Linked DNA regions of Mus musculus: region 2 is linked to region 1. A link is a contact called in public HiChIP or PLAC-seq data. All regions are on one chromosome and are shown on one strand. The core of a region is the stretch at or near the end of the contact, and the rest is flanking DNA. Distances in the headings are between cores, read along the strand shown. Region 1 overlaps Ank3 (ankyrin 3, epithelial). Region 2 has its middle 38 kb from the start of Ccdc6.

Region 1 (5,536 bases), core at 2,713-5,212:
TTATGAGGCATCAGAGCTTCAGAGTGTGAGGACTTTTGAGGTCACCCATTTTCTTCAGAAGAGAACCGAAGGAGGGGGCAGGGGGGCGGGGAGGGGAGAACATGGCCCTGAACCACACAGCCAGGCTTACCATCATCCCAGGAGGCAACTCCTCTCAGAGAAATGACTCAACTCTGTCTCTGCTTTTCAGTAGAAGTTGTGTGTGTGTGGGGGGGGGGGCACAGGCATGTGTGTGTACATGTGGCAGGTAGGGGTGTTTTCCTGTGTGTGTATGTTGACATCCGGGGTGTTTTTTAGACAGGATCACTGAAGCTGGAGTTTGAGTTTCAGGTAGACCTGACCAGTGGACCGCAATATCCTCTCATCTCTGCCTCCTCAGCATTGAGGATACAGGAGTTCCACACCAGTGCTGGGGAATCCAACTTGTGTCCTCCTGCCAGGCAGCAAGCACTTTACCCACTGAGTGTCTCTGCAGGCAACATCTTTGTATATTTCTGAATCTTGTTTTGCTTTGTCTTTCTTCACTTTGTTTGGTTTTGAAACAGGGTATCAACCTTAGCCTAGACTGGCCTGGAACTTACAGCAATCCTCCTGCCTCTGTCACCCAAGTTCTGGGATTGCAAACGTGAGGCACCATGCCTACATAGAGGACCAGCTTTGTCTAGAATTTGCTTTTATCCCCAGACTGGATGATATCCCTGAGGCGCACCGGGGCCTCCATAGTACCTGGTGCCATTGCTAAAGGACTACAAATAAAAGTTCTCCAAAACCAAACCAAACCACAACAAACAAAAACCAGTCTGTTTTCTCCCATTTGCATAACAGAATCATTCTACCATTTTCAAGTCTCATTGGTCTCTGTGTGTATGGGAATCTCACAATAGGAAAAGCCACACGTTCATTAGGGCAATCAGGGTGCCTCCTACAACCTAGAGATCCTGGGGGGGGGGGGGGCTTCTGAAAAGGCTGCAAAGCCCACTCCTGTTGTCCCAGGGATCTTCAAAGACACGTTCCTTTTGCCCAATAGCTGACGTGATTTTTCTCCCAGCCTAAAACTTGTATGCCTCTTACTCTTGGTTCTTGCTTGTTTATAGCAGCAAATGATGAGGTCTGGTGGCCTGGGGCATTAAGACTCTCAGCTTGCCTGCATTTCTCCAGCTTCTGCACTGCAGAGAGCTCCATCTTCCTTCCTGGTGTGTTTACTGCCAGCCACCTGAGATGCCATGGAGGCTTGTCCCGGTCTCTCACTCTGTCTTATACAGAAACCATTTGGGGGTTTGGACTCAATTCCCCCCCACCTTTTCTCACATTTAACATCCAGTTAGCCATTATCATGAGGTTCTTCACAGCTCAAAATGGTTTGTGGGTTAACATTTCCATGTTCCTTACACCCCCCTACATTTTAAATAAGGCCCTTTATAGCTTTAGCTCAAGAACTAGGGTACCAGATGTTGGCGCTGCAAGAACTGTCTTTGGAGGATTTAATTGGGATGTGGTACTGCAGATTCTATTGGCGGAGTGAATTTCAGCCTAAGCCGTGCACCTTATCCTTGAAATACATGCAAACAGCTGGCAAGAGTGACTCCCTAGACCATTGGTTCTCAACCTTCCTAATGCCACAACCCTTTAGTATACTTCCTCGTGTTGTGGTGATCCCCCAACTGTAACATTGTATTTGTCGCTACTTCATAACAGTAATTCTGCTACTGTTATGAATCATAATATAAATACTTTTGGAGATAGACGTTTGACAGAAGGGTCATAACCCACAGGTTGAGAACCCCAGCCCTAGACAGTCACATGCATTTTGTGGGAGTACCAAGCCACACTATTTTATGCAAGAGCAGTTGTTGAGCCTATCCTTAGGGCAAGACTAGATACCTTCCTATCAAATTTGAGTTCGAGATCCCTGAAGCATCTGTCCCCGACCCCTCCTCCCCTGTGCAACAATTCCAGTTCCTTGGGCAAGCAACTCTTTTTTTTTTTTAATCTTTTTTTTTTAAAGATTTATTTATTTATTATATGTAAGTACATTGTAGCTGTCTTCAGACACTCCAGAAGAGGGAGTCAGATCTCGTTACGGATGGTTGTGAGCCACCATGTGGTTGCTGGGATTTGAACTCTGGACCTTCGGAAGAGCAGTCGGGTGCTCTTACCCACTGAGCCATCTCACCAGCCTGGCAAGCAACTCTTTAGCTAAATGAGGACATCCCGAATGTCATCTCTTGTCTGTCTTTAAAGAACTCAGTTGGCTCATGCCATCCCAGTCAGTGCCCTGCCCACCACTGCCAGGTGGGTTTCCGGTTTCAATTGTTTCTTAAAACACGGCACTCAATCGCCATTGGTTATCAGGCCAATGCCAGATTCCCGGGGAATCTGACTCCTTTTGGGGACATCTACTGATACTAACACAAATTGGGATTGTGTTGGCGTCTAGCCACGTGCATACAATATTAGTGAATTCTGACAGCATGTGTGCTTTAGGGTGGCTTTGGTTCCGTGAAACAGAGGTTTTATAGGCCAGAAAGTGTTCAGGGGAGGGAAAGAAAACTGTACAAAGTCTGTCACAGGAGAGGGATTCAGCTGACGGTGGTGCATGCTGGGTATTCTGCCCCCCAGTGCGGCTGCAACTGTCTGGATGGAGCTGAGACCGGTAGCAAGGTAGCAAGATAATTCTTTATTCACCACAGTGGTTGCACAGTCTGATTGGACTTGATGCAACATCAAAAATAGGAGTTATCAAAGACATAGATCCATGTGCACCCAGGGCTGCTATCAAGTGACAAGGTCGTCTACCGACTAAGAGACCTATCTGGAAATCATCTGTCTGGCATGGAATTTCTTTTTTTTTTTTTTTAAAGATTTATTTATTATTATATGTAAGTACACTGTAGCTGTCTTCAGACACACCAGAAGAGGGAGTCAGATCTTGTTACGGATGGTTGTGAGCCACCATGTGGTTGCTGGGATTTGAACTCTGGACCTTCGGAAGAGCAGTCGGGTGCTCTTACCCACTGAGCCATCTCACCAGCCCATGGAATTTCTTTTATCTTCAATTGTCTTTAAAAGTCTTAGAACCTGGGGCTCAGTGGTTAAGAGCACTGACTGCTCTTCCAGAGGACCTGAGTTCCATTCCCAGCAACCACGTGGTGGCTCACAACCATCTGTAATGGGATCTGATGCCCTCTTCTGGTGCATCTGAGGACAGTGACAGTGTACTCATATAAATACAATAAATAAATAAATAAATAAATAAATAAATAAATAAATAAACCTTTTTTTTTTAATCTTAGCAGCTGTTCACATTTTCTTGCTGTGCCTGTGACAAACCCCGTGATCAGAAGAGGAAACTTAGGCTGACGCTTCCAGCTCAGAGTCCGTCTCGAAGTGAGGGCAGAAACTGTGAGGAACCCTGCTTGCTAGCTTACTTGCTCAAGCATTCATTATTAACTCTCTCATTCAGCCCCATAGCACCTGCCTAGGGACGACATTTCCCCCCAAAGCTTGCCTATATCAGTTAGCAACCAAGACACACATGGGTGTGAGCAATGAACCCTGCGCCTCTGCTGGTCCATATGATGGGAGCAGACAAGGGGTCCCTCCTCCCGCCGAGAAAGGAATAGGTGCCGCTGGTGACCTACGAATCTCTCAGATGCTTTGGTTTCTTTGGGGGGAGCTTTACACTCAATGCTGTTTTAAAGTAAACATGCCCCGAAAAGAACAGAGGTTCACCTGGAACGCATGTTTGCACGAATCAAAGCTGGAACACTAGTGACTTCTGGAGGTGGAGAACGCTCTGCCAGAGTCGTTGCAGGCGGATGAATTCTGAATCCTTTCCACTGGAGCTTTTTTGTAAAGGTTGGAGCTGTACTAGGGGCATCTAAGGCTTTGTCTCAGGCTGGACACAGTCCCAGGTTGCATTATGAGTCTGGCTGTTTTGCTCAACTGTTCCACAAGGGGGCAGTGCAGGAAAGCCAGCAACTGATCTGAGGAGGCTTTCCAAAGAATGTGGCACTCCTTCTCCTCTGGAAGAGATTGTTTCCTGATCTAGAGATTGAGGGTAAACTGAATCCGAGCTCTTAAGAAACAAACACAGAGCGGGCAGTGGTGGCGCACGTCTTTGATCCCAGCACTTGGGAGGCAAAGGCAGGTGGATTTCTGAGTTCCAGGCCAGCCTGGTCTACAGAGTGAGTTCCAGGACAGCCAGGGCTACACAGAGAAACCCTGTCTCAAAAACCCAAAAAACAAAAACAAAAACAAAACAAAACAAAAAAGAAATAAACACAGACAGAGACAAATACAGATACTAGCACCCAACCAATGGACAGAAGCGGGGACCCCTGTGGTTGAATTGGGGGAAAAGCTGGAAGAAGCTGAGGAGGGTGACCCTATAGGAAGACCAACAGTCTCAACTAATCTGGACTCCCGAGATCTCTCAGACACTGAGCCACCAACCAGACACCATAAACTAGCAGGTCCGAGGCCACATATACAGCAGAGGACTGACTGGTTAGGCCTCAGTGAGAGAAAATGCACCTAACCCTCGAGAAATTTGCGGCCTCAGGGAGTGGGGAGGCCTGGCAGGGTGTGGGATGGGTGTGGGTGTGTGGGGAGATACTCTTGGAACAGGGGTTGGGGGGTTGGGGGAGAGGTTTTGAGGCAAGTGTGGGGGGACTGTCAGAGGGCAGACCTGGAAGGGGATAATGACTGGACTGCAAAAAAAAAAAAAAAAAAAAAAAAAGATTAAGGACTTTTTTAAAATGTAAAGCATTAAAAAGAAACAAGAACTAAACACAATATGGAATTTGATAGCATTATACATTTTTCCTTTGTTTGTATTCACGATACTCCCTGACTAGGGAGTTCATGTGCACTGCTCAAAGGTTGACTACATACTGTGTCCAACAGTACTGTCATTAGACAGTTGCTCTCATACTGTATATACAAGGTACATACTGTATATACATATATCACATATAGGCTATTATACAGGCTTTCATATGTACATGAAAATCTGATTCATGTTTCAATTATCCAATTTTTGTGGTGCTGAAATCAGGACAAATATTCATAAATAAAAGTAAATCCATTTTGTCTTGTCATGAAGTGTAAGGGTGGGCTAGAGAGGTGACTCAGAGGTTAGGAACACTTATGGCTTTTCCTGAGGACCTGGGTTTAATTCCTAGCACTTACATGGCAGCTTACAATCACCTGAGTCCATTTTCATGGGATCTAGCACCCACCTCTGACCTCTGAGGGCGATAGACATTCAAATGCTACACACACACACACACACACACACACACACACACACATGTGCGCGCAAGCAAACATGCATTCACATAAAGTGAAATTTAATTAATAAAAGAAAATTGAGGTCATCACAGTATTTTCAAGATATACTTCATACCATGTTTTAATGCAGAAGTGATAAATTTAAATAATGCTGCTGATAGCATGCTTGCACACAGACCTCTTCTTATTCTGCAAAGAAACTTCACATCTACTATCTTACTTGAACCCACAGCCCTCATGT
Region 2 (5,221 bases), core at 36-2,535, 390 kb after region 1:
TCATCCCAGAAGTGCAAAGAGGGGGGCCACTGCCTTTCTTCCTGAGGTCATCCTTCTAAGTAGGATTCTGGTTTCACGGTCCAATAAGAGAGACATAAATTTGATACTTTAAAGCCCTTTAAAGGAGGATGTTCCTGATAGAAATCAAAATCATAAGCAAATGTGAACTGAAAAAATTGCAGGAAAAAAAAAAAAAACAAAAAAACCCAAAAAACCCACACCTGTGTTAAAGATTCCATAAGGCCAAATGACTAAAATTTTGAGATAAGACCTTAAAATGTTGCAGACTAAAGCCAAATGATCTAAGTCAGGAGTAGTGGAGAAAGAGGCAGGCAGGTCTCTGTGAGTTCAAGGCCAGCCTGGTCTATAAGGCAAGTTCCAGGACAGCCAGGGCTACACTGAGAAACCGTATCTTGGGGTGGGGCAGGGAGCAAATTCCTGAGCTATTTTTAACAGCTCTGAAAGCCAATCATTGCACAGCTTGCAATGGACCTAAGGTCTTTATAACTTTTGATAAGTTTAAAACGAATTCTTTGCAAACCATTGCTTTCCCCTCACCTAAAAGCTAAGAGCATCACCAGATAACCCTGGAGCCGATCACAGAGCCCACCCTACCCCCACTTTGCTATGAACGGCTTAAGTGGGGTTCCCAGCAAAGCGTGGGATCGACACCTTGACTTACGAGTTCCTTTGTTGTGTAACTAATAAAGTTTCACATGACTAATTGGACAGTGGGTCTCGGTAACTGGGGAAACGAAACCTGTGTCTCAGGGCCTCAGTTTCCCACATTCGGTGCCAGCATACATTGTCCCCAGTCCCTTTGAGATGACAACTGGTTTTGTGTCAACACAGAAATCAAAGAGGCAAACCACAGCCATTTCCACTCAGAGCCTTTAGAGCTGTAAAGAATGAACAGTTATGACTAATATCACCCCCCAAATAACCCATTTGGATGTTTGAATATTTAGAAATTTTGTACTTCCATGACATGTGAGGTGAGGGTTGATTTGTTCTAGATGGGGGGGGGGGGTGAGGAAGGGCCACAGCAAACGAAGTGTCCTTCCTTCTAAGACGCTGACCATCCTTTATAAACCACTTAGCCAAGCTGCACAGCTATATTTAGGCAGTAACAGGCTGGGGTGAGCTACATGGCCCTGGATGTGGATTCTGGAACAATTTTTCACCTTGGGAGTCTGCCAAGAGAGGCCCTGGGATAGACTTCAGACAACGCTGACTGACACATTAAACAGTTGTGGTCAGGTTGTGGAGACAGATGGCCCCAAAATAGACTGGATGCAGACCTGATAGGCTGTCTTAACTCCTTGCTCATGTATAAAACACACATATGGAGTCTCAGGAAGGGTCATGGGATGGCAGCACACACTAGTCCTAGACTCTTAGAGTTAGACTCTTCAGCCAGAAGTTTTTGTCTCTACATACAGCTGCATTAGCAACGATACCACATCGGAGTTATCTGAACTTATTTCTAGTCCAAAGCATTCAACAATTTAGGTTATCAACAGGTGGTGTGGGTGAGCAACTTGGTTAACCCCTCTGCTCAACAAACTGAACACCCCGTGAGGTAGTTCACATTAGGAGACAAATGTAGACAAGGCCAGGGGTTGGCCTCTAGGAAGACACATTTCCAGATCTGGATTAAGAAAATGACTAGTGTAAACAGGACAGTGGTGGCACATGCCTTTAATCCCAGCACTCGGGAGGCAGAGGCAAGAGGATCTCTTTGAGTTCAAGGCCAGCCTGGTCTACAGAAAAAGTTCTAGGACAGCCAAGGCTACATAGAGAAAACCTTGTCTCAAAAACAAACAAACAAACAAAAAACCCCAAGCAAACAAAAAAGACTAGTACACAGATTGTGTATAGCCAACTAGTTAAACAAATAATGGGAACAGAGAATAGCATCCTGGAAGAAACACTAAAGGCCCTGAGTTGGGAGAACAAGACAGAGCTCCTTACTCTTCAGATATCTGTCATGCTCCACAATGTCTGTCTCCCTCTGTCCTTTCCCGCTACAGCCCCTACCCTCTTCCCCTGTGTCCTCCAGAGAGCGACTGCAGTGGCCCTTCCTCTCACGCACCCAGTGTGTTGTCTCAACACATCACATTACAAGACTAGGAAACCTACCTACCTTCCTTCCTTCCTTTCTTTCTTTCTTTCTTTCTTTCTTTCTTTCTTCCTTCCTTCCTTCCTTTCTTTTTTAAGATTTATTTATTTTATGTATTGTGAGTACACTGTAGCTGTCTTCAGATACACCAGGTGAGGGCATCAGATCCCATTACAGATGGCTGTGAGCCATCATGTGGTTGCTGGGAATTGAACTCAGGACCTCTGGAAGAGCAGCTAGTGCTCTTAACCACTGAGCCATCTCTCCAGACCGGAACTCTTTCTTGAAAGAACCACTTTCCCCTTAGGTAGTTCTAGCACTCAACAAAGAGACTTGGGGACCGGAATCGAAGTTGGACAAGCCAGTCCACCGACTGCAGCCACCTTTCAGTCTGTCTCCAATACTACTGCGAGCAAAATGCTGAGCTAACAGCTGTTGAAAGAATGAACAGCTGGCTACAAGCACCCAGAGAAAAACCTCGAAGAAAAGATTAGCAATAACTGTGCCCCGCTTAGTCCTCTCTGCTGAGTGGCTGTGGCTCAGGATGGTAAACTCTCAGTTACCACTCCATCGCCGTGCCTGCCTGCCTACTCTTATGCCTGCCCGCCACCATGGCATATCACTAGGCTCATGAACTGAAACCCCCTGAGGTTGGAATCCCCCAGCCCACTCTTCTATAAGTAGTTTTGGCCACAGTGTCTTATCACAGACATAGAAAATGAATGAAGACGGACATCTTAATTTTTCATCTTGGCAAAGCTTCAGGTGTAATCAAGTCCAGGCAAAAAGGTCCAAGATATCAGAGAGCCATGTTGGCTCCAAGGAGGCGTCCAGGATGTCACTTGGGGCCATCTCACCTAAATGAGGGGCTAATGAGCAACTAACGAGTTTTGTTTTTAAGAACCATCCAGTGGCCAGGCGGTGGTGGCACATGCTGTTAATCCCAGCAAGGGGGAGGCAGAGGCAGGCAGATTTCTGAGTTTGAGGCCAGCCTGGTCTACAGAATAAGTTCCAGGACAGCCAGGACTATACAGAGAAACCTTGTCTTGAAAAAGGAAAGAAAAAAAAAAAGAAAGAAAGAAAAGAAAAGAAAAGAAAAGAAAAGAACCATCCGGTCAGCAAGGAGGACTTACAATTAGTGCCCATGGTTTTAATTACCCAGAATTCTTGTTCAAAAGCTGATTTACCCAAACCTCTTCAGTTCTTAATTATGTGGGATCTGCAAGATCTGCTTAATGACTTGGGACTTTTCTGTTGTTTTTAATCTGTTTAAGTAGTTTTTTTTTTTTAAGTAAATTTGTTCTTAGACGTTCTACACATGTACACAATGCCTACTGACACCTACCTCTAATCTACCCCATCCATTCTCCCTCCTCTCCATGAATTATCAAGTTCATGTCTATTCATTGTATTTTGTGACTCTCTGATATTAACCAAGCTGGATAAGCAAAGCTGGACGACCAAAGGTTTTGAGTTATCCACCAGACCTGATAGGCTTGTCTGAGGGTTTACAACTAAAAATAACGATTTCCCTTTCCCCCAGAATCTAAAAAAAAAAAAAAACAAAAAACAAAAAAAACAAAAAACAAAAGTAAAGGAGTAATAAGTCCTGCCCCCTTCATGACTGAGAGCTGATAGGACCAGTCTTGTGGCTGCAACTTTGAAAGCAAATTCCCAGGTGCTAATGTGGAAAATCAAGAACCACATAGAATAGAACAGTTTTGCATCTGTAGTTCTTTGTGTACATCTAAACGTGTAACTTTATGAACAAGAGATACCTGGGATAACACAGCAACGCATCAATGGTTAACTTGTCTTGAGTTTCGGCTGCACCGTATTTCTTTAACACGCTGATCTTCTAATGAGTACACAGCCACGCTCTAATGCGCACACAGCGCTTTCCTTGGCGTAGGCTCTGCGTTAGTTTTGAAACAGTTCAGCTTTACACCAGCTGGCAGGATGAAAGCCGTCTTCATTCCTTTGCCGAGCATCTGCCAACACGGAACCTGTTCCACTCTGTTCCCGCTTACAGGGCTGCACCTGTCCAGAGAGGGGAGACAGAAAGGGACCCAGCCAGCTGATCCAGCGCACTGCACCGCACCCCCCAAGGGAGAGCAGGTGTGTTTCTTGTGCCTCCGCCTTACCCTGACTTGTTAAGTGCTTAGAGACAATGTTGTGTGGTTTTGGCCAAGGGAAAGCTGCACAAGGCTGAAGACGGAGCAGTAACAGCCGCAGCTGTGGGCTTGCTGCAAATTAGGCCAATGTTTTCTTATATTTATTTACTTCTGCTTGCGCTGGGGATGGAACTCAGCTTCCTCGTGCCAGGCAAGGCACACGCTCTACAACTGAGCTACACTCCTTAGTCAAAGGGTTTGAAGCAAGTCAGCTGCAGGCATCCTTGCGAAGACACCAGTTAGTACTTATTTCTGTTTAATTGGATTATGTGTAATTTTTAATTTTTTTCCTCTCTTCCTAAATGTATCAGGGTAATAGAGCTGTTACAGTGCCAAGACATAGTTAACCCTTAGACCTTTAGGAAGACACCATAACCTATAAGGGTAAAGTAGGGGCTTTCCCCAGTTAGCTCAGAGGCACCTGCTTCCAGAGTGCTCTTGGCGCAGTGAGTGAACGCCTGTCAAACGTGCGCACCCTGATGCACCCCAACTGATCCCTGAGGTCAGCCTTTCAAGCCAGCTGCCAGCTTAGTCAGTATCTCCACTTGGCAAAGCTCCAATATGGCAAAGCTGTATTGAAGCTAACACAGCTCCGCGCCCGAAATCTTTGGAATCTCCGCCCACCTGTGTGAACGCCCCTCCCACAGCTTCCCTTTCCTTCTAAGTAGGCATCTGTCAATTACCCATTTGCTCAGCCAGCCCTTTGAGAAGCACCCACGGAGAGTGCGCATTCACACTGCCAACGGGTCTGCTTTTGTCGGTCTTAAAAATACTTTTGAGTATTCCAGCCAGTTCTTAAACCTTCAGGTCTGTGGTGATTCACCTTATTCCATTTGGAGCGGCCAGAGCGGAACGGAGATTATAAATCTCCACGTATAAATAACAGGAACTTTCTTTGTGTCCCTATGCTACATCTCTACTCAAA

Evidence for each region. HiChIP or PLAC-seq counts read pairs in DNA pulled down with a chosen protein or histone mark.
Region 2: an HNF4G HiChIP or PLAC-seq map of pancreatic cancer cells shows a contact between it and region 1. The contact joins two enhancer-like sites. A contact is called at or near these places in 1 of 115 datasets of contacts at active chromatin or transcription factors (pancreatic cancer cells) and 1 of 9 other capture datasets (embryonic stem cells).

Annotation. Positions count from the first base shown.
Region 1 is chr10:69,658,584-69,664,119 of GRCm38.p6, forward strand. The region is part of intron 1 of Ank3 (ankyrin 3, epithelial); the gene reads left to right. Among named protein-coding and RNA genes, the nearest start is that of Gm33464, 98 kb to the left of the region's middle. Within about 2 kb of position 3,963, at least 29 of the 459 cell types and tissues checked have an H3K27ac peak or open chromatin away from gene starts, as enhancers often do. A contact at or near this core is called in pancreatic cancer cells, where this site is marked.
Region 2 is chr10:70,056,061-70,061,281 of GRCm38.p6, forward strand. No RefSeq gene overlaps it. Among named protein-coding and RNA genes, the nearest start is that of Ccdc6, 38 kb to the right of the region's middle. Within about 2 kb of position 1,286, at least 21 of the 459 cell types and tissues checked have an H3K27ac peak or open chromatin away from gene starts, as enhancers often do. A contact at or near this core is called in pancreatic cancer cells, where this site is marked.